Regions from separate parts of the Macaca mulatta genome. Here region 2 is linked to region 1. The links are chromatin contacts, called in public Hi-C maps. All regions are on one chromosome and are shown on one strand. Each heading gives the region's core, a stretch centred on a gene start, on an enhancer-like site or on the middle of the called end of the contact. The rest is flanking DNA. Distances are from core to core; before and after follow the strand shown.

Evidence for each region. A called contact is a pair of places that touch in the nucleus more often than the background predicts.
Region 2: a Hi-C map of cortical neurons shows a contact between it and region 1, with 4 times the contacts expected there. The contact joins the promoter of CDKN2AIPNL here to the promoter of CDKL3 in region 1. A contact is called at or near these places in 3 of 14 Hi-C or Micro-C datasets (CD4 T cells, cortical neurons and fetal cortex germinal zone).

What each region holds. Positions count from the first base shown.
Region 1 is chr6:143,289,505-143,294,495 of T2T-MMU8v2.0, forward strand. CDKL3 (cyclin dependent kinase like 3) reads right to left here and starts at 2,349. Exons shown (of 11, transcript XM_078005208.1): 1 at 2,245-2,349. It overlaps UBE2B (ubiquitin conjugating enzyme E2 B), which reads left to right and starts at 2,023. Exons shown (of 6, transcript NM_001194433.3): 1 at 2,023-2,488; 2 at 4,620-4,700. The coding sequence starts at 2,445.
Region 2 is chr6:143,328,387-143,333,377 of T2T-MMU8v2.0, forward strand. It overlaps CDKN2AIPNL (CDKN2A interacting protein N-terminal like), which reads right to left and starts at 2,775. Exons shown (of 3, transcript XM_015140930.3): 1 at 2,510-2,775; 2 at 783-882. The coding sequence starts at 2,748. It overlaps LOC144341541 (a long non-coding RNA gene), which reads left to right and starts at 3,002. Exons shown (of 2, transcript XR_013418539.1): 1 at 3,002-3,356.

The sequences.
Region 1 (4,991 bases), core at 1,099-3,598:
ATAATCCAGAGCTACAGAATTGATAACAGCATACAATTAATAGCTTTAAAATTATTCCTTCTACAAGTAGGTTATGGCAGGCCTGGTTAACCAGAACAGCCAGTGATTCTTGCTAATACACAGCTGTAAGACTTTATGATGCACATGCACTGAATTAGTTAAAAGTGTTAATTCATTTTGGAAAATTTAAACTGTTTCCGAAACAATTATAAATCCCTGTAGTCACGGAATTCCTAAATTCCATTGCCTCCAGTTCCCATCTTTAGGACTTTGTTGGTGCGTCAGGAGGACTCAGCACTTTTGTATCCATTCTTCAGCTCAACAAGGAAAGGGAGGTAGGAGAAGGACCTCAGCATTGCCCTAATCTTGCCCATAGTTCCATGGAACCAGAAAGGGTTAACTTTTCCCACTTTCCTTGTACCTCCCTTTTTTCAAACCCTGAATTCTGTCTCTGCTTTCAGTGACTGCCTAGACTGATAAATTATAAGGGTTTTTTGGTTGTTGCAGGGTTTGAGACAGGGTCTCAGTGGCATGATGATGGCTTACTGCAGCTCAAACGATTCTTCTGCCTCAGCCTCCTGAGTTGCTGGGGCTACTCGTGTGCACAGAGACAGGATCTCCTATGTTGCCCAGGCTGGTCTTCAACTCCTGGCCTCCCAAAGTGTTAGGATTACAGGCATGAGCTAATGCCCCAGCTCATGAGGGATATTTTTAAGATATAGTTTCTATTTACCATTTTTCTCCATGTAACCCTGCCTGTGTGTCTTCCTCCTTTGCTATTGGAAGGGTTAGGACTGCAATGGCAGAAAAGCAAAAACATTAAGAATATTCAGCTTTTAACTTAGAAAACACATTGTGAATGTCTAACAGGACCTATCAAGAGTTAGGCCTGGCTAACTTGATCACTAAGGCAGTCACTGGAAGCTGAGAGAATTCAGGGTTTGAAGAAAGAGGTACAAGGAAAGTCGGAAAAGTTAACTCTGCTTCCATAGAACTAGGGGCAAGGTTGAGGCAATGCTAAGGTCCTCATTCCACCCTCCCTTTACCTGTTGAACCGAACAATTCCCCAAATGGATACAAAAGTACTCAGAGTCCTTAGTATAACAAAGTCCTGAAAGTAGGAATTAGCAGCAATACAGGGAAAGACAGTAACTACAAAAAATATTCAAGGTCTGTGGGAGGTCAACACCTCTGAACCCCCTGGTGGTGGGGGGGCACTTCTCGCCCATTTGCACCTTTCTTGCTAGTGTAAAAAACCTGAAGTTGTCTCAGGCTGGATAGATAACCCTCACTCAGGTCTGCTGGAGCTCTCCCCCACATATGAATCATATTTGTAGGTTTCTTTGACAACCAACCACTCATTGATATGCTTGGAAGACTGCACCCCCACATTCTTAAAAATACAATGGTACTCCCCCCCATAGGCAAGTCCCCGGACTCTGACACATATCTTCAATTGAAAGCAGACCCAGAAAGGAAAAACTGCATAATACACCATCCTTTAATGTTTGCCCAGAATTTCCAATACTAGAAACCCCACTGCAAAGCAGAAAGACTATTTGGTAGCTTCAAGGAACCATTTCAGGAGATTGTTGTGTGGCCCTCAGTATTCAATGCTGCCTTAGAAGATCTTGCGATCCTCTCTCTTCTTGCCCCAAGTACCAGAGTTCATAAGCCACTGAACCAACCAGAGGGGAGTTATTTTTGGTCCCGGTTTAAAGAAAACAAAACAAGCTGTTGATCCTCCCACGACCTCTTGGGTAATGTCTCTATACCTGTGATAAACCGAAAACAACTAATAAAGGTGTATCCAGCCCTCACCCTCTTAGACCCGCTTCACAGACCTGGCCGAAACTCACATCCAGGCGAGGCTCTCACGTGACCCGTTCTAAACGCGTCACAGGGACACGTGGTTCTAGATACTTCTCCCCCTCCCCCTCAGGGGTGGATTGTTGACAAGGCCGCGGGCAGTCACGTGATCTTACATCATCCCACCTCCTTTCCCTGAAATCCCTGGCCCGGATACGTCCTTCTTTCTCCACCCCGCCGAGCCTAAACTAGAGACGGGGAGGCAGACAGGATAGTGTGTCGGTTTCGTGGTCTCTGAATCCACAACCTCTAGTCTGAACACAGAGAACACAAATTTGTCGATCACTTCAGGAAGCCCAGGAAGAACCACGCCCCGCTGAAGGGCTCAGGGAACGCGCGCTCCCCCGTCCCGCCCCCTCCTCCCCCAGCACTCACTCTGTGGTAGCGGCGGAGGGCGGAGGGATCCGGAGGCGGCGGAGGGAGACGTCATTGCAGGGTTGTTTGTCAGTCTTGGCGGCGGCGGCGGCGGCGGCGGCGGCAGCGGCGATCCACAGTGATTCGGCCGCCGCGCCGGGGGGTGGGGGGGCTGCGCGGGACTCTTTTCTTTCAGACTGACCGCGGGGCAGCTGCGGAGCATGTCGACCCCGGCCCGAAGGAGGCTTATGCGGGATTTCAAGCGGTAAGGGCCTTCAGCTTCGCATAGATGACGGCCTCTCAAAGCTGCGGGGCTGCAGGGCGTGGATCCCGGACACCTTCCCCTTGTGACCCTCAGAGGGTCGGCTGTGGGCCCAGGGGGACTGGCGGAAGCCGGGTCCTACCTCGGCCCCTACTCTCCTTATCCTTGCCGCTCGCTCTGGCGCCCGAAGAAATTTCGATACTGCTTCCCCTCCCCCCAAAAAGTAAAACGATGTCGATCGACTGGTCTAGGGTTCCCCGCTGCCCATTTCGGCCAGCTGCCCGGGGTCTCGTCCAGGGGATCAGACGGGGATCAGACATCATCCTCCCGCCCCTGCACCCTGCGGAGACCCTTTCTTGTCCCCTCAAAGTGAGCTCCCGCGGGAGCTTGTTCTTCTCCGGCAGCACCAGTCAGCTTTGTTTCAAGGCCCCTCAGTCTTCTCCGAGGAGCCGGGTTGGGGTGAACCTCCCCAGCCCCCCACCCCCGCCAGTCCTTTCCATTTCTGCCGTGAGGGTGGGGTCCAGTGCGTGAGGCTCGGAGGTTAACCCATCCCCCGAAACCCGACTCTGTCCCCGCCCGCCTGAAAAGACCTTGGGAACTGACTTAGAGATCTGGGACCTTAGAGCTGGCCACCCCGGCTGCCAGTGCCTTCTGGAACTCAGATCTGGCTGGTGAAGAAAGCCCTATCTATAGCCTCCCGAGTCTGGAAAAATGCCTTCCCTTAGACTGGCGCTAATTTGATACTCCCTGGGCCTTCTTTGGTAAATAAAATAGGGTTTTGTTAGGAGGTATTGGGGTTGTGAGGAAGAAAATGATTATTCCGTTAGTTTACCTTTTATTGGATACTTAGAGACGTAGAAAAAACAAAATAACGTAGAAAAAACAAAATAAGTGAGAAAACATTTTGATATTCTGCACATTTTTCTTAAAATTTTTTCTGGGGACACCTACCCTAATTGAACAAAATAGCATAAAAACATAGATTTGTCGCTCAGGAAGTCACCTCTCAGCTATTATAAAGCCTATGTGAGGCATTTGGATTTGGCCAACTTATTTAATTCATTCGTAGCTTCTCTTAGCCATTTAAAGGTAGGCGTCAAGCAGTGCAGTTCTTCTAAGGCTTCTGTTTGTGGTGGCCTAATTTGCTTGAGATTGACTAAAAACCTTTTTTTTTATGTGGACTAGTTGCAAATTATGATGCCCCATGAAAACAACTCCATATGTATTTGTGAGTGTGTATAATGTAGCATTTTTAAATTGAGGTTACAGTCTCTGAAAGGAGATGCCCTTTTTGGTGCAAAAGTCATTTTTCTAAAGCTTGAAATCAGTGTATCTGATTAGCACTCATGACTAAAATTCAGATAGTAAACTAGTTCATGTCATTGTCGCCCTGGCTCCTTACTGTAATGCTCTGCTTAATTCTGAGTTGAATACATGGCACCTTTTGTAGTTTTCCAGAGATCTATAGGTTACAAGAATTTGACTATGACGAATGTGGGAAAGCCTTGTATTGAGTCTCCTGATTTGAGAGGTAGATTTGATGTTAGTGCAGAGCCTTTAAAATAGGGACTGGCGGAAAACCTACTGATTACTTTTTAAAGCCATTGCTGTTTGAAGCAAAAGGGATAGAGTAAATCTGCTGCCTAATACTAGTTTCCTAGTTAAATTTAATGTGTTTTCAGTCATTTCGTGTTTACACTGAGGTTTGCTTTTTTTTTTTTTTCTTGTAGCCATTTTGCAGAAGTAGCCGTGGTTAGGATACACAGTCTTTGCATGTTTAGAGCAGCAAAATCAATGGTTCTGTAAAAATATTACTTGCTTTTGAGGTTTTAAACTTTTTTTGGTATAAGAGGACAGTCTATATACATCAATTCTTGAAGAGATACTCTTGATAATATTGAAAGAGGGATGATTCTCAAGCCCTTCGGATTTTTAGGTAATTTGGAGAGGTATTTAATAAGTATATATACCTGGTTAATATATCTAAGTCATATGGTTCATTTTAGTTCACAATAACAAGGAAATGGAGTTAGTCTGTGTCTCAAAATAGATGGTGTAGTGTCTGTAGGTGTTTATGTGGCCTCCTTAGTGGCCTTAATGTTCAACTTTTTAAATTACAACGCTGGATTTCTAGGTTACAAGAGGACCCACCTGTGGGTGTCAGTGGCGCACCATCTGAAAACAACATCATGCAGTGGAATGCAGTTATATTTGGGTGAGTTGAAAGGTTTAACAAATAATAGGTGTGTGCTGAATCTTTAAGAAAAGTGAACATATAACAACTGTCTAGGAAAAGAAACTGAGGTAGAATGAGAGATCTTAAGGACTAAAACTGCAAGATAAATTAGAAAAAAATTTTTTTCAATTAGAGTTTTGGCCCAGCACAGTAGCTCAACGCCTGGGAGGATCGCTGGAGCCCAGGAGTTCATCACCAGCCTGGGCGATATAGTGAGACAGTGAGACTCTGTCCCCTCTCCACCAAAAAAAGAGTTTTGGCCCAGTCTGG
Region 2 (4,991 bases), core at 1,525-4,024, 39 kb after region 1:
AGTATACTAGGTTTGGGAGTACTAAAGACTAAATAAAACTTTAGACACCATCTCTTCCCTCAAGGTCACAACTGCTTTAAAAGAGGTCTGGATAAAGTGCCAAAGGAATTTTGGAAGATAAGCGAGCAATTAATTCTGCTGCCTGAGCAGATAAATGTGAAACAAGTACATATTGGGGGTGATTCTGTAAAGTATTAATAGCTGGGATGCCCAGCTCCATACTCTGAGGTTCTTTCTGCCACACTCTCTATAGGCCCAGCTCCAGCATCCAGATTCAAGACTCTAGGCAAGACTCACTGTAAAAAATCCATCGCCTGAGATCAGACCCCACAGGATAGAGAACAGCTATGGTATCGACATTGCTCCAGCCACATTCCTATCAGCAAATCAGAGAAGCCAAACTAGTCAGGTCAGCACTCACGGCCAGGGTAAGGATGAGTTAGTTACTCTATTACCAACAAGATTTTTTAACAAGTAGGAAACAAGTATTCTAGCCAACATTTTTTTAAACATCAAGCAAAAATCTCAAAACAATGTTCCTAATCACCCAGAAGAAGTTAAGCTTATGTGTTACCTCATCAACAACGCATAATTTATCACAATGTGTTGTCAACTACTTATGAAAAGGTTATACCAATTATGGGGAAATAATAATGAAAAGGTATAGGTCTTTGGGGTAGTAAACAAGAGCACTCAAAAACAATACTCTAATATAGTGTCATCAAAGCAGGGACTGTTAACTCTACACCATTTCATCACATACACTTGGAAATCCTATTTACCTTTTTCATTAACTCACTTCTGGTAGTAAATTGTGGCAGGTCTTCCACTTCAATCCCATCGGCCATTTCCATCACCTTGTCTAAAAGGTCTTTATTGTAACTGCACAATAAAAAGTAATAAGGTAAAAACCTCGGAAGAATTGTCATTGTGAATTAATAAGAAACTGCAGGTTGCTCAACCATAAAATCAACTCTCAGAGAACTGATCTGATACTGCAGGGCAAACCTATACATGTTCAGCACAAGGTTTTGAGATGGAGTCTTGCTGTATCCCCCAGGCTGGAGTGCAGTGGTGTGATCTTGGCTCACTGCCACCTCCACCTCCCAGGTTCAAGCAATTCTCCTGCCTCAGCCTCCTGAGTAGCTGGGATTACAGGCATGTGCCACCATGCCCGGCTAATTTTAGTATTTTTAGTAGAGACAGGGTTTCACCATGTTGGCCAGGCTGGTCTCGAACTCCTGACCTCAAGTGATCTTCCTGCCTCGGTCTCCCAAAGTGCTGGGATTACTGGCTTGAGACACTGCGCCTGGTCCTGTGAACACTTCTTGCTTGTAGATACAGAAGTGGACTTTATAAATACCAGTAGAGCAAATGTTTCAAGATTTAGAAGAACAGAGGCACTGTACATCTAACAACAGATATTCTCAGATACGGGATGAGGGCCAAAATATTTTTGTTTATTTTTTAAATACATGGAATGTCAGTCTAACAAAAACATTATTTATTTGCCCAATTCTCTGACATTCGCCTAACCATGGAAAACCAGGATTTCCCAGGAGCACCTAGAAGGCAGGGAAAAGGGACGGGTGCCTCTGGCATTGGTTCCCTACGTACTGTTCTAATAAACCCCAATATGTGAAGCAAAACCAAGTGGCTTAGGCCTGGAGGGGCCAAATGACCAGAGTCAGGCAACCATAATAGGTATAGAAACCAAGATCAAACCAAGTCACCCTATTTTCCTAACACAATTTCAGGAAAATGGAGGCTCTCTAACAGGGAGTCTCAAGATTTGCCACCTTCCTCATGGAGGGGTGAAGGGAATGCCTTATCAGGCACTTCAAAAGCGAGTCTTTGTCCTTTTGGTGCAGCAGCCAGGATGAAGTGGGCTTTGGGACCTTGACAAAAAGGCATCGGTCATTTTCATAAGAGGGAAAACAAAGAGGTAAAGCTGGTTCCTACTTAGGACCCAGTGGGCTGTGGAGTGAGGACAAAAAGGCACAGGATACAGATTACATCCTGTCATTAGTGGTTAAAATCCATCAAACCTGCCAGAAGCTGCATGGTCCTAGTTACATCACTTCCCTCCCTAAGCTTTTTCATCTGTAAAATGGGGATCTCCGTTTCTGTCTCTGCACTTTGCCATGTAGGTGACAGAGGCTAACGGACTTCGAATGCACACTGCAAAGGTGATGGTTTGAGCTAATAATGGTAGTAATACATATAACAATAGCAACTTTTGAACCCGCCATGTATTTAGCTCTTCACCCTTTAATTATTACAGTCATCATAACCACCCTTTTACCAGAAGAGAAAACTGAGGCTCAAAGATAAGGATCGTTCCAAGGGGCCTTCAGGGTGGGAATCAGTCTTCGGGCCGGGCAATGCGGATGGAGGTTGGGAGCGGGTTCAGTCTGGGGCAGAGGTTCGGGTCAGGGGTGAGCCCTGGAAGAGGGCTTGAGGGTCGGAAGAGAGGGGACAGGATCAGCCGGCCGGCAGGGGTCCGCACCTGCAGCCTAGGAAGAGATGGTTGGCCCAGACCATGGAGAGGGACAGCAGCTGGTCCAGGCGGCCACCGCCGTCGGGCGGGTCGCGGTAGTCGGGCAGGTGGCGCAAGATGAATTCCATGCGGGCCTTCCATTGCTTCTCGCTCTCTGAGTAGGAGCGGAACTGCTCCGCGAAGTCGGCCGCCTGCCGCACCCCCGAGACCAGCTCCTCCACTGCAGCTGCCGCCTCGCCACCGACCATGGTGCCCGCTGCAGCCGAAGACCGGATAGCCCGCCGCCTTCCCGTCGCGCACTGCGCCACCACCTGCCAGCCAGAGGGGCCCCGTCAGCGCACGACTGCTCCAGAAGACCAGCCTGGAGCGCCCTCGCCCGGAGCGGCGGCCTGCGGGGGCACAGAGCGGCTCCTGGCTCCTCAGACCGCCGCAGCCCGCGGCGCATGCCCTGGGTCTACCCAGGGCTGCAAGGGCCCTTCGCGGTCGACCCTGCTGGGAACCGGTGGGAAAACTGAGGTCCCTAAGCACAGAGTCGGAGCGCCCTCTTCCAGTTGGCAGCTGGATGCCAGTCAGAGCTATGCTGTATCTTTCTTGCCCTGGGAGTTTCCCAGGCACCGCCTCATCCTAAGGGATATCAGGGGGCCCGGGTCAGGGATAGATAGGTCCACTTCCAGGGGTCTCCACAGCCACGCAGGTTGGGGCCCGCCTTCCTGGAGCGAGTAATCCATCCATCCGGTGAATACTTGCCAGGCACATTGCTAGGTGCTGGAGAGGCAATGAGAGCACACTCGGAGCCCTGCTCGCCTGAACTTTACCATCGAGTGGAGGAGCAGACATTAGTGAACTAATTGCTCAAGTAAGTGGAGAATTTCAGCGTTGACAAGTACTAGTAAAGAGAAGTCCAGCGTGCTACAACCATGAATAAGCAAGGAAGGGACCCAATCTAGTCTTGGGGTCAGGGAAGTGATCCTGGAGAACTGAAGAATGAGCAATTTTCTGAGAAAAGGGGAGTCGGTCAGAGCAAGAAAGAGCATGGCCTGGTAAGAGAATTGCAAGATACGGGGTAGGAGGGGCTGGGGGGCAGGGCAGGTAGAGAATGGAGAAGATGAGGTTGCAGAGGTCAGCAAGGCCAGTAGGCCAGGCAGGGATCCTGGCTAGATCCCAAGAATGGGGAGCCACTGAAGGATTTTAACCAGAACAGTGACACCTGGGTTTACAAAAGATGCTGGAAGGAGTCAGAAAGAATGTGTCCAGAGGAAATGAGCAAGTTTGGATTTGGTTTTAAATAGAGACAGGGTTTCGCCATGTTGCCCAGGCTGAGTCTCGAACTCCTGAGCTCAAGTGATCTGTCTCAGCCTCCCAAAATGCTGGGATTACACGTGTGAGCCATCGCGACTGGCTAGTCCTGAAAGTTTCTATTTAGCTGGCATGACTCGGCTGTCTGTTCTAGGCTCAGGTAGCAGACACACTGAGAGACAAAAGAGCTTCCTTTAAAGTGGTGAATTCCCCATCCCTGGAAGCATTCAAGTACAGTAACTGGGTGTTGGGGCTCAGAAACCAATACCTCAAAATGTATTTTGACATGCTGAACTGATGAAGAAGCCTCAAGGTCTCTCTGACCTCACCCACCACCACACTCCTGTCTGTCAATTCTTTATTCCTCCCAAAGCCTAAGATGAAGTTGTTCCCTTATCTGCCTAAATTTAGTCCAGAACACCAAAGGAAACAATTACCTCTGGTTCCCTCCCTGAGTTTTCATTAACTGAACTCGTTTTGCAGGAGGAAAGACTGAAGTATGTCAACACACCAGGACAGACTTTTGTCACAAACCCTTGACTCCTCTGCAGGCCCAACAGACTTTGTCCCAGGCCATTGCATGTTCTTCAAGCCCACTGAATTACCCTAAAAATCACAGGCTGGGCGCGGTGGCTCAAGCCTGTAATCCCAGCACTTTGGGAGGCCGAGACGGGCGGATCACGCGGTCAGGAGATCGAGACCATCCTGGCTAACACGGTGAAACCCCGTCTCTACTAAAAATACAAAAAACTAGCCGGGCGAGGTGGCGGGCGCCTGTAGTCCCAGCTACTCGGGAGGCTGAGGCAGGAGAATGGCGTAAACCCGGGAGGCGGAGCTTGCAGTGAGCTGAGATCCGGCCACTGCACTCCAGCCCAGGCTACAGAGCAAGACTCTGTCTCAAACAAACAAACAAACAAACAAACAAAAAAACTAGCCGGGCGAGGTGGCGGGCGCCTGTAGTCCCAGCTACTCGGGAGGCTGAGGCAGGAGAATGGCGTAGACCCGGGAGGCGGAGCTTGCAGTGAGCTGAGATCCGGTCACTGCACTCCAGCCTGGGCAACAGAGTGAGACTCCATCTCAAAAAAAAAAAAAAAAAAAAAAAAAAGGCCGGGCGCGGTGGCTCAAGCCTGTAATCCCAGCACTTTGGGAGGCCGAGACGGGCGGATCACGAGGTCAGGAGATCGAGACCATCCTG